Linked DNA regions of Mus musculus: all the other regions are linked to region 2. Evidence: chromatin contacts called from public HiChIP or PLAC-seq and promoter capture Hi-C data. All regions are on one chromosome and are shown on one strand. The core of a region is the stretch at or near the end of the contact, and the rest is flanking DNA. Distances in the headings are between cores, read along the strand shown.

The links. Promoter capture Hi-C pulls out the DNA fragments that hold promoters and counts their contacts. HiChIP or PLAC-seq counts read pairs in DNA pulled down with a chosen protein or histone mark.
Region 1: an H3K27ac HiChIP or PLAC-seq map of microglia shows a contact between it and region 2, with 5 times the contacts expected there. The contact joins the enhancer-like site here to the promoter of Polr2k in region 2. A contact is called at or near these places in 3 of 39 promoter capture datasets (fetal liver, liver and stem cell-derived epiblast-like cells) and 1 of 115 datasets of contacts at active chromatin or transcription factors (microglia).
Region 3: a promoter capture Hi-C map of hippocampal neurons shows a contact between it and region 2, with 2.3 times the contacts expected there. The contact joins the enhancer-like site here to the promoter of Polr2k in region 2. A contact is called at or near these places in 13 of 39 promoter capture datasets (the 3T3-L1 cell line, 3T3-L1-derived adipocytes, the HPC-7 cell line and 9 more), 1 of 15 datasets of contacts at CTCF or cohesin (embryonic stem cells), 1 of 484 Hi-C or Micro-C datasets (DN3 thymocytes), 8 of 115 datasets of contacts at active chromatin or transcription factors (the SCID.adh cell line, T-cell acute lymphoblastic leukemia, bone marrow-derived macrophages and 4 more) and 3 of 9 other capture datasets (liver, macrophages and pancreatic islet).

What each region holds. Positions count from the first base shown.
Region 1 is chr15:35,755,973-35,759,978 of GRCm38.p6, forward strand. The region is part of intron 35 of Vps13b (vacuolar protein sorting 13B); the gene reads left to right. Among named protein-coding and RNA genes, the nearest start is that of Mir875, 97 kb to the left of the region's middle. Within about 2 kb of position 1,744, at least 81 of the 459 cell types and tissues checked have an H3K27ac peak or open chromatin away from gene starts, as enhancers often do. A contact at or near this core is called in microglia, where this site is marked.
Region 2 is chr15:36,171,392-36,175,271 of GRCm38.p6, forward strand. Polr2k (polymerase (RNA) II (DNA directed) polypeptide K) reads left to right here and starts at 2,619. Exons shown (of 4, transcript NM_023127.3): 1 at 2,619-2,690; 2 at 3,596-3,665. The coding sequence starts at 3,605.
Region 3 is chr15:36,447,460-36,451,303 of GRCm38.p6, forward strand. No RefSeq gene overlaps it. Among named protein-coding and RNA genes, the nearest start is that of Gm34316, 7.2 kb to the right of the region's middle. Within about 2 kb of position 1,757, at least 63 of the 459 cell types and tissues checked have an H3K27ac peak or open chromatin away from gene starts, as enhancers often do. A contact at or near this core is called in the SCID.adh cell line, hippocampal neurons, neural stem cells and 1 more, where this site is marked.

The DNA.
Region 1 (4,006 bases), core at 494-2,993, 420 kb before region 2:
GTCTTTAGAAGTAGGATCTTACCATCTAGTTATGATGGGCAGTGAAGAGCAATGGTAGTCATTGTTTTTTTATGGTATTTCCGGGGCCTCCCTGATGACAACGCATAATGAAGGGAACATATGCATGGCATTGAGATACTCATTTACTAACTCATGTCTCCTGAGAACAACATTGTTCACCTACGAGAGAACCTCTGTTCAAACTCCAGTTTTTAAAAACATGCCTTGATTATCTTATTGTTAGAATTCATGTTCCTCATACAGCCTTAATTTTGGTTAGTCTATTCCCTGTCCTACATTTATCTAGTCCCCCTAACCCCCAACTCCTGAAAGACCCCCAAAGAGGGGAGACCCTCACTAAAGTCTTGGGATGACTCGATCCGCCAAGAACTCACAAAAGACCTGTCCTTGCTGCAATTGCATGAGGTTTATTGACAGGAACCAGCACGTTGAGGCCGACCTGTATCCCTCTCAGGGGTAGAGGAGTCCGGCCCGAGTAGCTGGGAAAGAGGGTATTTAAAGGAAAAAAAAACACAGCCCAAGGGGATAGGGAGGGCATTATTGGAAAATGCCGAGAATACCAGTGAAAAATCACAAGGGGAAACTCCCTGCTTCTCAAGATTGTACTCAGGATTTTAATCTAACTTTTGTGGTTGGCCAGTTCCTGGGACAGGGTCACTGAACCTGCTAACCTACATTCTTGGTGCTAGGGGGTCTGAATGGTTCCTGGTCTTTCACTCCCACCACCACCTTTAGGTAGTTTCCTCTACAGCTCTTTCATATCACACCTATTGGTGTTTTTTTTTTTTTTCTCCTTTTAGTATAATTCTTCCTTGGGTTGGCAATGAATGCCTTTGGAAGGGGGCTAGTAGATTAGAGGTGAGAGGAAATAAGTGAAGGGAAATACTGGGGTCAGAAAAGTTCAAGCAGATAATAGTGATTGGGAAAGGCAAAGAAGGGAAGGGTTAACCAAAATTGTGCATATGTACATGACTTTTAAATAAACCTTTTGTCTTTTTATTTCAATAAATTGCTTTTAGTGCCAAATTTTCTTGTATCGAATCAGTAATGCACATGAGAGCGAAGGAGTATAAATCCTCTTTGAAGGGCTCCCAGTGGTGCTCTGCTAAGTAGATCAGTAATAGGACCTCAAAAGTGCAGACACTTCTTGTGGGGATGCTGAGGTAATACCCAGCAGCAGTGAAGTCAGTGTGGGGCAGTCATTGTGTCAGAACTTATTTCCCTATGAAAGAGATGAGAGCAGCTGGGCACAGGGTGGAGCCCAGGGAGGAAGAAAAGAGAAACAGGAACCAGCTTCTAACTTCTGCTTACACATCTCTCTCTGACCTACTGGATCCTGCAGCTTCCCAGGAGCACAGCCCCGGGTCGTCTTGTCTCTGGACAGTAACCTCAGCTACCTCTTTTATATGAACAACTTATTAATGTCCCACCATAGTTTTTACTTATTATCCAATTCTAAGACTGCCTCTCCATCTGCCTAGTGAGTAAGGGAGCACACTCTCTTCAACAAGCCACTGTTCTCCCTTCCTCTTGCTCTTCCCTTCCCTGCCTGTGGTGTTGAAATTTCTTTAAAACTGCTATTGCTGAGGGCGTTGTTCCTGTGTCCTCTCACCACTGAGTTATTACCTCTCATTCATTCTTCTTTTATTCAAGTCCTTTGAAGGGGCCTGCTCTGTGCTCACTGCTTCCCTGGGCAGGCTTGCACCATGTGCCCTCATGGGCAGCTTGTGAGCAGCCTGCCTCTGAATCTCCCTTCACAGTTTCTTCCCTGGTCCTACATTAGCCTCTCTGACCAGGTCCAGGAATCTTGGCCTCCTTCCACTTCCCTGTTTAATCAATCAAACCTTGCCTCTCCCTGCCCTCTTTGTCCCTTCCTCTGTGGTTTCTAATATAAATTGGGTCTTGTTTATTATTTAATTTGGTTCCTATTTGCTTGTTTAAGTGAGACTGTTGTAGGTGCTTTTGTGACAATCTGTCAGGATGCAAATGCTATCAAATGAGACCTTTGTATGATGTTTGCAGTCACTGATCCTTAATGCCTAAATTCTTGAGAGGTTATAAATACCAGTTTCCTAGTTCTTGCATTTCTATTTGACATATTTATTAGCTGTTATAGTGTTATAAGGAAAAACAGTCTCTCACCTACTGTTTGGTTACTTTGTAGTATCTGTCATCAAAAAGCAGAATAATTTATTTTCCTTACTTATCCTTTTCAAAAATATCTCTCATCCCAATGATGAACAATTTGATGTCATTGCATAATATTAATTTAAACCTACTCCTTTTAATGATGTTCAGATCATCACATTTGACAGTAAAAGCCTTTCTTGATGGTTTGAATCCTGATATGCATTCTCTCAGGGATCCATGTTTCTGCCTCCCCATGTGCTCTTAATTCCACCCAGCCACCCCAGCAACCCTGTCCATTGCAATCTGCTTGCTTCCTCTGGTTCTAGGCCCTGGCCTGTGCACTCGCTCTGATCCCAGTGACTCTGTGCCCTGTGCACTCGCTCTGATCCCAGTGACTCTGTGCCCTGTGCACTCGCTCTGATCCCAGTGACTCTGTGCCCTGTGTACTCTGATCCCAGTGACTCTGTGCCCTGTGCACTCGCTCTGATCCCAGTGACTCTGTGCCCTGTGCACTCGCTCTGATCCCAGTGACTCTGTGCCCTGTGCACTCGCTCTGATCCCAGTGACTCTGTGCCCTGTGCACTCTGATCCCAGTGACTCTGTGCCCTGTGCACTCTGATCCCAGTGACTCTGTGCCCTGTGCGCTCTGATCCCAGTGACTCTGTGCCCTGTGTACTCTGATCCCAGTGACTCTGTGCCCTGTGCACTCGCTCTGATCCCAGTGACTCTATGCCCTGGCCTGTGCACTCTGATCCCAGTGACTCTATGCCCTGGCCTGTGCACTCTGATCCCAGTGACTGCTCTTTTTTCACTAGCAGCTTGATAACAGAAACTTCACTAAGTTTACCTCAAAGCAGTGACTCTCTCCAGAAGCTCTATGCATTGTTTCCATGAATGTAAATATATCACCATGGAGAGGAGCAAAAGAAACAAGGAGTAGGCACCAAAGAAACTGCAAACATTCCTGGAGCAAGTGATGTGTTTAGGCTCGGATTAGTTTCTTTTCTTGCCACAGTGACAGAACACCTGACACTGACAGACTAAGTTCAGGAAGGAGAGATTTACCTTGGCTGGTGGTCTGAGCATGTGGTCTGTCTGTCCAGGCTGGCATGACTGCAGGAGCAGCTCCTGTCTGTGGTGATGGGAGGCTGTGACTACTTCTTTCCCCTTCTTATTCCCTGCAAACCCCATCCCCCACCCTGTCTATGGAGAGTGCTGCTCACATCTGCAGTAGTTCTCCACACATTCTTCTCACCCCTCAGTTAAACCTCCCCAGAAATACCCTCATGGAAGCTCCCCAGAGTGTACATCAGTAGACCTCCAATCAGATAGACAACCCAAATTAACAATCACGCCTTATATAGGTACTTCCTTGATGAGAGATGCTCACTAAATGAGTTTAGTACAATTCATTCATGGTAGAAAACTAGTGCAATCATCTTCTCATTGTAACTTCTATGCCGTGGTTTGAGGTAGGACAAGGAAACATCTAAAAAGACAGTGCTTGGTCATAAAGATGTACAGCTAAATAATTGTCACAATAGTGGTGATACCAGCTCACAGTGAAAGCACCAAAGAGCACTACTGATGATTCAAGTTGAGATGGCCAGCGTCATGGAGAGCAGAACACACCCAGCCCCCCTTTTACTGAAGCGATCAGGTCTGCCACTGCTGAAGACCTTGATGTCGAACCTTCAGGGAGAACACACTGCTTTCACTGCAGTCAGCAGCTTTCTAGGTTTCCAGGTCTTGTTACTCTGAATACCCGATCTCCATTGTCCACTGTCTTTAAGATTATGGTTTTTTTGAATGCTGTATCAAAAATCAGAATTTGAATTATTGAGTGAGAATGTAT
Region 2 (3,880 bases), core at 1,369-3,868:
CGAGGATGTGGAGAAAGAGGAACACTCCTCCATTGTTGGTGGGATTGCAGGCTTGTACAACCACTCTGGAAATCAGTCTGGCGGTTCCTCAGAAAATTGGACATAGTACTACCGGAGGATCCAGCAATACCTCTCCTGGGCATATATCCAGAAGAAGCCCCAACTGGTAAGAAGGACACATGCTCCACTATGTTCATAGCAGCCTTATTTATAATAGCCAGAAACTGGAAAGAACCCAGATGCCCCTCAACAGAGGAATGGATACAGAAAATGTGGTACATCTACACAATGGAGTACTACTCAGCTATTAAAAAGAATGAATTTATGAAATTCCTAGCCAAATGGATGGACCTGGAGAGCATCATCCTGAGTGAGGTAACACAATCACAAAGGAACTCACACAATATGTACTCACTGATAAGTGGATACTAGCCCAAAACCTAGGATACCCACGATATAAGATACAATTCCCTAAACACATGAAACTCAAGAAAAATGAAGACTGAAGTGTGGACACTATGCCCCTCCTTAGAAGTGGGAACAAAACACCCATGGAAGGAGTTACAGAAACAAAGTATGGAGCTGAGATGAAAGGATGGACCATGTAGAGACTGCCATATCCAGGGATCCACCCCATAATCAGCTTCCAAATGCTGACACCATTGCATACACTAGCAAGATTTTACTGAAAGGACCCAGATGTAGCTGTCTCTTGTGAGACTATGCCGGGGCCTAGCAAACACAGAAGTGGATGCTCACAGTCAGCTAATGGATGGATCACAGGGCTCCCAATGGAGGAGCTAGAGAAAGTACCCAAGGAGCTAAAGGGATCTTCAACCCTATAGGTGGAACAACATTATGAACTAACCAGTACCCCTGAGCTCTTGACTCTAGCTGCATATGTATCAAAAGATGGCCTAGTCGGCCATCACTGGAAAGAGAGGCCCATTGGACACGCAGACTTTGTGTGCCCCGGTACAGGGGAACGCCAGGGCCAAAGGGGGGGAGTGGGTGGGTAGGGGAGTGGGGGTGGGTGGGTAAGGGGGTCTTTTGGTATAGCATTGGAAATGTAAATGAGCTAAATACCTAATAAAAAATGGAAAAAAAAAAAAAAGAAAAAACAAAAAACAAAAAGCAAGAGCTTGAGAGGCAGCTCAGCATTTAAGAGCACTTGCTGTTCTTGCAGAGGACAGGTTCAGTTTTCAACATCTAGGTATGACAGCTTATAACAGTCTGTAGTTCCAGTTTGGGAGGGGGGGTCCAACTATCTCTTCTGATCTCAACTGGCATCCACACATAACTCAAATCACAGTAAATCTTCAAATCTGCTTGCAGTATGAAGTCCTCTTACAATACCCATGGGCTTAACCTAGTGTCATTGTACAGATGTTTAGTGTGCACACTTGTTTTCCTCTTCCTGCTTGTTGAGGAGAAGGGGTACTTTGAAACATGGCTGCTGGTCAAAATATGCTGTTAGTCTGGATGTAGAGGAAGAAGCTGGAAAGTACTGTTTTTCTGATTTCCTTCTGAAAGAAATTATCACTGTGAGCTCATGCATGCTAAACAAGCATTTTATTACTGCTTAAGTAATAAATTACTGCTTATTAAGCCAGCAATTCTAAAAAAACAAATTTAATTGTCATCTAGGAAGACTGGAATTTCTCAAGATGGTCTGTGAATATCAAAGGTTTGAACTAGAAATGAAAGACAAAGCTCAAAGTTCTTCTTGATGGATGGAGAATGGAGAGTAGTTTACTAAGTTACCAGAGTGCCCACTGGGAGAGAAGCCATCTCTTTAATAGTTAACAACTGTTTTTACTTGAATCCCTTCAGGTTATCCATCCTATTATTAAAATAAACGACTGGTGTGAAATAATTGAATGTAAACGTCCTGAACCCAACAGATGTGTTTTACTGAGTTCCAATTTTGATGTGTGAGAACACACACCTGTACTCTACTGAACTGGTCAAACACAGGAAGGAGAGTACTAAGAGAAAAGCTAAAGCCACCAACTAGTCGAAGTAATTGATGGAGCTGCCGTAAGAAAGCCTTGGCTTCAAAAAGGGAGGGAGATGGCAGGCGTTGTGATTTGCGCGATTAATCTCAGCATTGAGGCGGCGAAGACAGAGGATTGTACGGGTTTAAGAGCAGTCTCAGCCTGGGCTTCCCCTTTCCCTCTCTTTCCACTCCCCAACATAAAAAAGAGAGGTGACAGGAAACTAGGAGAGAACTGGAAATTGAAAACAAACAAACAAGCAAACAAAAAACCCACACGGGCATTGAACAATTTGAAAACCGCCATGTGCGAAGTGTCAAATCGTGAAGTATTGGTAGGGTAGCCTGCTGGTGTTCGCCTAAGCATCGGGTCGGTTAAGACTCCAGCATTGCCTGTCTTGGGTTCCTCCTGTATCTGCCATTACACAAGCACAAACCTTCGAATGCCGAGCTGTGGAGATGTTTTGCTACCCCAGAGAGAAGGGCAAATAAAAACAAAACAAAACCCCACAGGAAGCAGGTAGGAGAAAAACGCTGTAACCTGCCTCAGAAACAGAAGCGCCAGTCCCCCCGCACTGCGAGGGAGAGGGGGCGGGGCTTCGTTTCGTCATAAATCGGCGCCGGAAGTTGGCGAGGCAGCGCCGGAAAAAGCTTTTGCGTGCTCAGAGAAGGGACGCTTCTTCCAGCTGTGGAGGTAGGGAGTCTCCGGCTGATGATTTTGGAAGTAAATTTGTGGCAAAACCAGGAGAGACACTTGGCTTTAAAATCTTTGTGGGCAGCCGGGAGAGGTAGCACACTCCTGCCATTTGAGCGCTTGGAAGCAGAGGTAGGAGAATTCCGCCTTCAACCAGCGCCTTGACTTTGAGCCTGGCTTAGGTTACAAAGTGAAGACTCTCAAAGTCTTTTCAAAGAACCAAGCGCGTAAATAAAGATCCCCGGTGGAGTTAGTCTCGAGACAAGCTTTGATGGAGCTATTGCTCCTAGGTCAGATCTGAATTCCTTTGAGGAGTGAGATTGGGCAAACAAACCTCTCCTTAGCCTATTAGTGTATTACTCTTGTGTAAAGAGTAATACACTCTAGGATCGTGAAGACTGTAATAAACATTCCCCCTGGTGTTTATTATTATTGAAATTGTGGGTTTTGTTTTGTTTTGTTTTGTTTTGTTTTGTTTTGTTTCGAGACAGGGTTTCTTTGTGTAGCCCTGGCTGTCCTGGAACTCGATTTGTAGACCAGGCTGGCCTGGAACTCAGAAATCCGTCTGCCTCTGCCTCCCAAGTGCTGGGATTAAAGGCGTGTGCCACCACCGCCCGGCGAAAATGTGTTTTATTCTTAAGACCCAGCCCACACCACAGTTTGGGGGAACTATAGGTATAGATAAAGAATTGCGACTTTTCCTTTTTTTTTTTTTTTTTTTTTTTTTGTTTCCCCATCTGTAATACTGGGTATTTATCCTTGGGCCTCTGCATGCTAGGCAAACATTCTATTGCGTTTTTCTCTAAGGCCGGAAAATAAGAACCTTGTATTGCGTCTGAGAAAAAAAAAAAAGAGGCATGTTTTGTGCGAAGACCCTGATACTCAGTCTTTGTCTCTGATTTCAGGCACTAACAATGGACGCTCAGAAAGATGTTCAACCACCAAAGCAGCAGCCAATGATATATATTTGTGGAGGTAAAATTGACATTCATTTAAATAATGCTTTACTTAAAAAAACAACCACCACCCAAAAATCCTCTCTTACATGAGTAAAATTATAACGTGGAGCACTTTAGCGATTGTTAATGTAAAATCCCCCTCCCTTATTAAGATCTCTTCCTTTTATCTGGAAAAGGTGTACTGCCTACAGCCCTTCTTTCTCCTTGGTCTGTTTTGGCAATAATCGGGCA
Region 3 (3,844 bases), core at 507-3,006, 280 kb after region 2:
TAGCCTTAGGTGACCGCTGTAAAAGGGTCATTCAACCCAAGGGGGTCGCAATCCACAGGTTGAGAAACCCTGGCTTAGGCATGTTGGTTTTAGTAGGTAACTACCACAGCTGATTACTAGGTGTTCAAATCAGCTCTGGGAACAGCTTGGGTCCTATAGCTCTGACCAAGCAGAGAGAGGGTAGAGGGCTTGCCTGAGGTCCATCCCACAGCCCTGAGCAGAGAGAGGGCAGAGGGTTTGACTGACGACGTCCTACATCCCAGGGCATAATAGAACTCAAAGCTCCAAGCTTGTCAGAACCCACGTTTCCACATCTGGCCTGTGACCCCATGTGACCACACGGCACCCCAGCTCATCCTTGGGCCGGCCAGTGAGCACCACACTCGCACAGACACAGGGACATATGAAGGAGCTGGCAGCTGAGAGGTGGGCTGGCTTTCTCAAAGACCAACAACAAGGGCTCTTCAAGAGAAAGATCCAGCTGGGAAGCAGGGAACAGACTGAGGCTGGAGAGACAGTAGCTTCAGATTTGTTCCCTTGAGAGGACAAGGTAAAAGTCCTGGGCTGGGAGTGACCTGTAACAATCTCCACTTGCTTATTCCTGTGAGTGCTGTCTAGAGAAAGACACACTTTGTTTGCAGTATCTCATTTAACCCCTACTTGCTCAGCCAGTGTGGTGGAGTCGCTGCCCTCATAGCCGTTGGACAGATGAGGAATGTGAGAATGAGAGAAGGTGAGGACACAGTACAGGTGAGTGACAGATATAGCACATCAGACAGGGCCTGCTTCCAAGCCCTGATGCTGCAATTACACACACACACACACACACACACACACACACACACACACACACACACACACACAGGCCCACTTTTTGAAATTTTGATGGCAGAGAGGACATCTGGTCTGTGACTTACAGGCAAATGCCTGTTCATGCAGACAATGTCCTCAGTACTGCTGTGGACCGGGAGCATCTGCTGATTTGTTTAATCTACAGGTCACATTTGTGCTGAATGAATGGGTCTAGAGGGGTGGATCCTGCTGTCACTGGAGGATCAGGAAGAGGACGCGGGAAGAGGAGGGATGGCTGGTTTAGCTCCTTGAGTTTCCTGTGAACCAGACACTCCACTTGACAATAAGCCACGGTGTCTCCTGACCCTGCGACAGGACTGCAGACGGTCTTTGGAGACTGCAGTCCACACTTTGCAGCAGGGAGGAATCAGGACGCTGTCAGTGTGTCCCACACAGATGTCCCTTTGCTGGTCTACGAGCATCTCTCTGAAGCACAGTCTGGGCTTGGGGTTAGATCCACAGCAGTATTACAAAATGGTGGGTGGCAGGAGTCTGTTCTGCTTATGTGTGGGATCACGGTGGCCCTGGGAGCCAAACATTTCTGGAAACACGGCAAGCAGTTGAGCAGACAGAACTAAGGGAGAGCAGTAGGGCTGAGTGGCAGGGCGGACTGGACCAGAGAAGGTGCCTTTCTCTGCTGCTCAGCTGCCCCCTCGGTGAGGAGAAAGTGCTGCTGAGTCACAGCGAGAGGCAGGCTGGGTTCTGAAACTTCCTGTTGTCTGCAAAAATATCTGTGCACACAAAGACAGACACACAGACAGATACACACACACATAGACACAAACACATAGACACATACACACACCCACAAAGACACATACTGACGCACAGAGATACAAAGACATACACACATACACAAAGACACCCCCCACACACACACACACAGCATGCTGTGCCAGGCCCTATACCCTCTACACTGGGTCTCCTCTGAACCCAGGAAATAAAAAATCTGATCCCACGTCCATGGCAGCCAGGGGCTGTCGCCACGGGAACTGCATCCCCGACTTCTGTGTGGGGCTCAGAGCTCTGCAGATGTGCCACTGTGGTGATTCCTGCTTCTGGCTCTTTCTGGGGATGGGTTTGGTCTCCATCCAACAGAGCCCCAGGAACCAGTGAGGCCAGTATGTGGAGGGGGCTAGGTCCCCCTGGCGGGGTCCCTCCTGGCTGGGTTCACATTCTCACCGGGCTCTGCCTGCTGCCTGCACCCCCCAGCAACAAGAGAACAGAGCCACTGACAGACATCAGTTATTCCCTGTGGCTTTCTGAGCCTTTTTTTTCCCCCTTTTGGATGGCTTCAGGTCTGAGCCCAAGCCTGTAGTTTGCCATTGGCTTTCCTTCCACGGGACAGTGAAACCTCGCCCAGGCCTGGGAGCCAGCCCACGGAAGGCCTGCTGGCTGTCTCTACGCCAGGAAGCTTTTGAAAATGCTGAATGCAAGCTTCGGTTTTAATATGTGAAAGTGACATTGCCATGTGACTTCTAGAAAACCCTGGTGGCTCAAAAGAATCTTTTCTGTAATGAGTTTAAAAGTTTCTCACCAAGTCCTCTGAATTAGGGGAAATTGACACAAATTACTACAAGAAGCAATTCTGTTAGCCAGGTCTTCTCTTCCTCCTCCTCCTCCTCCTAATTACATTTCTTTATAGCACATGTGTTGTTGATGTTTGCTTGCCTGAGACAGGGTATCACCATGTAACGCAGCCTGGCGTGGAACAAACCATCCCCTGCCTCAGTCTCCTGAGTGCTGGGATCGCAGGTGTGCTTCCCTACACCCAGCACACAGTTTGTTCTTTAATCTCCTGCCCCAGATCTGACTCTTCTAGGCAGTGGGTAGTAGCCTCTCCTGTCCCCTAGAAAAAAAGATGAAGCCAGGTTCCAGCAGGAAAGAGGCTTTCTGCTTTGGTATTTAGGCTCTAGGATTCTGGGTGGTGGCCTGTCCAGTTCATAGGTGAGTGGGCTGGAGGTTGGAACAGGGCCTAGGACAAGTGAAAGGTAGTAACCGCTCTGGCTGAGTTCCAGGGTCCCCAGATAGCTCTGTCCACCTCCCCTCTTCCACCTTCACACCCTCCACGAATTCTCCTTGGCTGTGCAACCTTGTGTGAGTGGCTGAATCTAAAGGAACTGGACAGTCACGGTGACAGCATCTGATGGAGATGCCTTAGGGACTGTGAGCTCTGTGCTTCTGAGGTCCTGCAGGTCTGCAGGTCACGGAGCTAGGGCCAGAAGCCTGAAGTGCAGAACCCGCACAGACACAGGAGTGCCGCCTACTGCATGCTTAGCACCGGTCCTGTAGATGCTTATGGCTTCCCACTGCAGCCAGACCAGGGCTGAGCCCCTTGAGCTGGGTCTCACCTACTCCCAGTTAGGAGCCTCGGGGCAGGCATCGGCACCTGGTTTCCTGTGAGGCATAGGGAGGCCAGCAGTTTGGCTGAGGCCATACAGAGGTGGTGGGATGCACAGGGCATGGGTGGTCCTTGAACACAGTGTTTGCATAGAAGCAGGGTAGGCTCCCTCTGGTTCTAGGAGCCAGGCATGTGGCCCCGAGGCTAGAGGCTAAAGGCTGCCCAGAGTGGGGGAAGGTAAAGTCTGTAGGTGAGGTGGTGCATTCCTCTCCCCTGCATGGCACCCTGAACTGTTCACATAGCGCTGAGCCTTCTGGAGATCTAACCTCACACTACCCGGGCCAGTGCAGGACTGACATTGCAGCTGAGGAGAGAGACTAGAGTCAACTCAAAACCTAGTCGGGACCAGCCTACCTCAGGGAAACTTAGAGGGTAGGAAGAAGGAAGCGTATGTCTTCTTTACTCCCGCCAGGCTCAGGACTGTCTCCACACCAAATGATGGGCTAGCATGAAATGAGCATGATTCAAAAGTCAAACCTTCAGAAATGAAGGCCCACAGAAATAGGGGAAATCGTGTAGTGTCATGGTTTTGAATATATGTGTACTGAGTATGGGTTTGTGTGTGGAGGCCAGAGGACAGCCTAGGCTGCC